2 separate regions of the Anser cygnoides genome follow, and region 2 is linked to region 1. A link is a contact called in public Hi-C data. All regions are on one chromosome and are shown on one strand. Each heading gives the region's core, a stretch centred on a gene start, on an enhancer-like site or on the middle of the called end of the contact. The rest is flanking DNA. Distances are from core to core; before and after follow the strand shown.

The links. A called contact is a pair of places that touch in the nucleus more often than the background predicts.
Region 2: a contact with region 1 is called in a Hi-C map of liver, with 2.9 times the contacts expected there. The contact joins the promoter of ADAP1 here to the promoter of C15H7orf50 in region 1. A contact is called at or near these places in 2 of 7 Hi-C or Micro-C datasets (both in liver).

What each region holds. Positions count from the first base shown.
Region 1 is chr15:6,022,526-6,025,208 of Taihu_goose_T2T_genome, forward strand. It overlaps C15H7orf50 (chromosome 15 C7orf50 homolog), which reads left to right and starts at 1,378. Exons shown (of 5, transcript XM_048063622.2): 1 at 1,378-1,886; 2 at 2,423-2,552. The coding sequence starts at 1,843.
Region 2 is chr15:6,207,597-6,210,279 of Taihu_goose_T2T_genome, forward strand. It overlaps ADAP1 (ArfGAP with dual PH domains 1), which reads left to right and starts at 1,365. Exons shown (of 12, transcript XM_048063642.2): 1 at 1,365-2,683. It overlaps COX19 (cytochrome c oxidase assembly factor COX19), which reads left to right. Exons shown (of 3, transcript XM_066977484.1): 3 at 656-1,194. The coding sequence ends at 743.

The DNA.
Region 1 (2,683 bases), core at 128-2,627:
ACTAACTGATGGGTAATTGCAGTCTATTGAATCACCTGCAGTTGAGTTCCCAACCTCATTTTCATGAGGTGGGAGGAACAGCAGTTTACGTAGCTGAGAATGCTGTGTTATTTGACCTGGGAAAAATAATCTTTGATAATAGCGCAAGAGATGTGCGCATGATTGCAGTTAACACATATGGCTTATACAACCTTGGGGGTCTACTGCAGTTGTGCGAAGGTTGTTGTGTGCTTCTCATTTCTATTTGAAGAGACTTAATTCTTAGGGAGCATTCATAATCCAAAAAAATGTGGATTTATGGTCCCTTACAGGAATAACACAAATGACCAACGTATTGACTTGTAGACCCTTTATCTGAAAGGGCAAAGATAAGAATTTCTAGCAAATGTGGAACAACAAAAAAAAAGTGTGCTACTCCCTATTGTCCAATGTGATTTCTTCTCATACATTGACATGTTTTTTGGAGAATGATTAAAGTTATATGGAAGGTCATAGTTGGCCAAACTATGTCTGAAGTTGGCAGGTACAAATTACCACTGCTAGTTCCATTTAGCCTCGTTTTATGCAATCGTGTGGTCTAAATAGTGATTTGGCAGTATTTGTAATACTGTGTTTAACCACAGGGTGTCACAATAGGATGTGTAATAAAACGATTGTTATTCAAGGCACTCTAAGCACAGAAAACATGCTTTTCCCATTCACATTGGAACAAAAGCCTAAATTATGGCTCTAATTTTAGATACCACCACCTAGCGATTATCTTGTGTGCTCTAGTGCCATAACCCACTCCTAACGCAGTGCTAGTTATGGGACTTTTATAATCTTTCTGTACAAAATACAACTGGACATGTGTTCCCAAACTGTGCTGTGTGTCCTGGTGTGGGGAAGGGTTTACAGGGGGAGCAGCAGTGGGTCCTGACAGCTGTGCGATGAGTTCCCCATAGTGTACTAGTGTACATAGTGTACCATAGCAATGGTTGTGACCTCCCTCAGTCTGGACAGGAGAAAGAAGTATAAAGGTTTACCTCTTCACATGGGTATGTGTAATACTATTGAGTTATTGCTGCCAGCGTCTGCTGGCACCTCAACTACTGGGGTCAAAGCATTTGGAAGCTGAAACCCCTGTGTCAGGCTGTTACTTAAAAATGCTCCGGTGACTCATTTGTTTTCAGTAAATATTCCTGCCCTTAAATCACCGGGGAGATGTTTGTGCACATGGTAAGTATTTATAGCAAATGGAAGCCGGTAGGTTTCCAGGAACCCATGTGCTGGGCGATGTTTCTCACCCACCCACACCTCAGCGGCTGCCTGTGCCCTGCCCTCAGAGCCCCACAGGGCTGCTCCAGACGCGGAGTGGTTATGGTCTGCTGACTGAAGCAGGCAACACCGCCCCCTGGGGAGCCGAAAGCCCCTGTGCTAGCCCATGAGGGGGGTGGCAGCGCGGGGTTGTGTGGGGGACGCCGGGGGTGGCCGCCCACCGGGGCCAGGCTTGGGCAGGGCCGGGGTGGGGGAGCACCGCGGGGCCCGCAGGCCTCGGTGGGCCCCGTAGGCCTCGGGTGGGCCCCGGGCCCGGCGGCCGTCGCCCTGGCAACGGTCACCCCGGCAACGGTGGGCGGGGCTAGCGCTGAGGCCACGCCTCCCTCCCGCATCGGGACCGCCCTCCCCGGGGGGCCACCTCGGCGCGCGGAGCTGACGTCACACCAAAAAAGCCGGCCGGGCCCGGCCTCAGCACGCTCCCTCCGAGCGGGCGTGCAACACCGCACCTCGCCTTCCTATTGGACAGTTACCGGATTGGCAGCTCCGAGCGCCAACCGAGAGCGCCCGGTCCGTTTGCTGCAGCCAATGGCAGGGAGGGGGTGGGCTGCGGCGGGGAGCGTGGGTGAGAGGTGCGTGAGGGGGCCGCGTGCACCCGCTCCTCGCGTGGCCGCTGAGGGGCGGCCGGGCCGGGGCGGGCTGAGGGGGATCCGCGGGGATCTTTTGGGATCTTTTAGGATCCGTGGGCCTCTCCGCGCCCTCGTGCCGGTGTAAAAGGCAGGGTAACGGCCGCCGGCAGGCAGAGCGGGAGCCGCGTGGCCGTGCCGGCTTCGGGAGCGGGCGGCACCGAGGCTGTGGGGTCCCGGTGGGGAGCAACCGGAGCGTGATCCTGAGGGAAGAGGGGAAATTCATCCGAGCTGGTCCAGGTTCGGCGCTAACGGGTGTTGGTGTGGTTAGGCAGTCAGATGTGACTCTCGAGATGCTGGGGTTATAGGGTAGCCTGTCAGTATATGCTTCTCTGGCATGTATAATAAATTAAAATTATTTAAAATAAATAAAAGGGTCCTAATTGCACTTTTGTAGTGGCATCTAAAATAAATAAATAAATAAATAAATAGGGTTCTAGTTGCACTTTGGCAGCTTATAATTGCATAACATTCTGTTCCAGAATGGCAAAAAAGAATACACAAAGCAAAGAAATGAAGGAGGAAAAAAGGAAAAAGCTAAAGCAGCGCGTGGCCCCAAAGGGAGAGCTGGAATCAGAAAGTGAGCCAAAGAAAATGAAACAGAGCCTGCAGGTAGGTTATCCCAGCTTTGACTGCTTAATTCAACAAAACAGTTACCTGTGGTATTACCTGTGGTGTTCAGCACCGAACCTGAACGTACCACGAGATTCAGTGCAGTGATTCCTCAGATATGATCTACCTAG
Region 2 (2,683 bases), core at 115-2,614, 190 kb after region 1:
AAGTAACGGGGGGCTCCCGCGGGGGGGGGCGGCTGCCCCTTCCCCCCGGCCCCACCGCGGCGCCCTTTGGTTTTTAAAGGGGTGTCGCCGTTCTGGCTTTGATTTGCAGTGGGTTCTGCTCTGTGGTGAGGCTGGGCGCCCTTCGGGAAACGGACGGGGGTGTTACTAAGGGCGCTGAGATACCCGGGTATTGCATGGGCAGGTGGTGAGGCTGCAAACCCAAACGGGAAAAGCACAGCAGCAAAGTATAATAGCACCACCGATGTTGTAAACCACGTTCGCTTAGAAATGCAGTAAATGACACAAGTAGAATCTTAGTAAGCTCTTACAGAGTCTGTTAATTAAGTTAACCAAAAGGTCAGCTTCTGAGAAAACTCTTTCAATATCTAATATCAGAAGACAACAACACACTCATTTTAACAGCAATTTTCCGATTGTGTGTGTATGTGTATATATATACGTATATATGTGTATGTGTGTGAATGTTGCTTTCCCCAGACTGAGGTTTCTGAGGCTTTGCCAAGTGACAGTCACTCTACAGATGTCTTGGATTTCTTTACAGGAAATAACACGAAGTGAAATAGAAAATGCTGTTGTTCTCTTGGTTACAGACTGTGTTCTGCAAAACGTTTTTGTTCTGTTGTTTTTAACTTAGGCAACTTATGGCTAACGAACCACTGGAAAAATTGGGATTTAAAGATCTGATAGATGAGAAATCAGAAGCAAAACCTGAGAAGTCATAATGAAGAAAGACAACTTTGCTCTTCGTGTATGGAAAGCACAACTCTTACGTAGTACATATTGTACTTCTGTGCGTATTGCAATAGGAAGTGTTTCGTGACGGAACCTTTCTTCCAAAATATTCTTTCCTAAAATAACATTTTGCTCACTTCGGAAAGGACTGCCTTTGTTTACTTTCCTGAAGTATTTCTTAGCTTTTTTTCTTTTAAATTCTCTAGTCTACTCTTGAAGATCCATGAGAACTTTACCTGGGAGAAAACAACTGCTGCCTGAAGTGTTCTCCACGCCTCTGCAAAAACAGTAAACTCTTGTTTTTAAAAAACAAAAGCAAACAAACAAAACCCCCCACCTTTATTGTGTAGATCTCGAACTGTAGTCTTACATGTGGTGTTACTAGTATGCTTACAGCAGTTACTTGTCAGGTGGAAATAAAGCTGTTGTGGTACTTGCAAATTGCTTTTTATTAAATACTGGAATTAATTCCTACCTTTAGGCTGATCTCCTTCTCACCCAGCTATAGAAAATACTTGGGTTTGTTTTTTGTGGGTCTTTCTTCCAGTCTTCTTACCTTCATTGCTGTTGGCAGATTATTTGTAATTCCAGACACGAGTCTGTAGTTGGGTCGCCAGTAGTGATTTTGCTTTTTTTTGCTGTGCCAACAATGTTCACCTAACTTTACTTCATCACTTAACCAGCAGGTGTTCATTATGTGCATCTTCATTTCTTCACTCAGAGCTGCCGTATGCTTTTTCACATCCGTCGGTCATCGGAGTGCAGATGGCAATGATGCTTATTAGTCTTCGAAGTAAACGTGAGTTGTACTTATAAATGTGGCTGGACTTTTTCTTTTAAAAACATGAGTTATGTCAAAACCAAACAAAAAATCTTAAATAGATTGAAGCTATTTATCTAGGAAATAGAGTATTTCATTCCAAAACACATAGGTGCAGCCCTTACTTTGAGAATGCGATGCACCAGCCTGTACGGTAGATTTTAAATCACATCTGAGTATGGCTTTGAGATCCCTTGAAGGTGTTTGTACAACTTACCATAAATTATCAGAGCTAATACTATTTTTAATGCAAATGAGTCTTTCTTAATTGATACTGAGTTTAGGCCAAAATAACTTGGCCTGTTAGCTCCCCTGGAAATGTGTTTCAGGCAGTCAATAGATTCACAAATCTTCTGGATGTATTTTCACTGTCTTTCCAGACCACACCCTTTTTGTTTGTTTGTTTTAAACCCATCAAATCATTTCTTTCTGTATCTTGCTCTCCCAACAGCAAGGTTTAGGGGCAGGGCCTGCAGATAGGGACGCGCACACGGTTTGCCAAGGCAGTTTTACGCTCTCCTTTATTTGGTGTCCTCTGTTTGATCCATCCTGCCATTTCTATGCTCTGTTTCTACTCTTTTTGGTTCTGCTCCTCTCTCTGCATCTCTGTGTTCCTAGACATCCAGGAAAGGGTGAAGGAATATTTTCTGCTCTTCATATTGAGGGGTGGAGATGAGATTTAAATTGTTGCTTGGGTCTAATCTGGTTGAACAGACTACAGATAGTTCAGAGCAGGTCCCCATTTGAAAAGAATGTTCGGTCCCTGCTGCATATTTTTATTCTGCTTCATTCCACTGGTTAAATTGTATCTTCTGGTGATATTAGTACATTTATAGAAAGCAGAGATTTTATTGCTGAAACAGATATTAAAAGGCTTTATATTAAACCACTGAACAAGAGCTTTCTGTTGGTGATACTGAGTAAGAATTATTAAAATAATCTCCTGCATCTTCAGAAGAAAGAAATCAAATTTCACGCTTCCATGATCCTTAATTATTATGAAGTGACGTTTATACCTACAAGGGATTGAAAACCCACCAGTGGTGGTGGAGTCATTCAGGGTGTTCTCAGTGGTCGTTACATCTCTCTGTGTCGCTCTGCACGCTGATG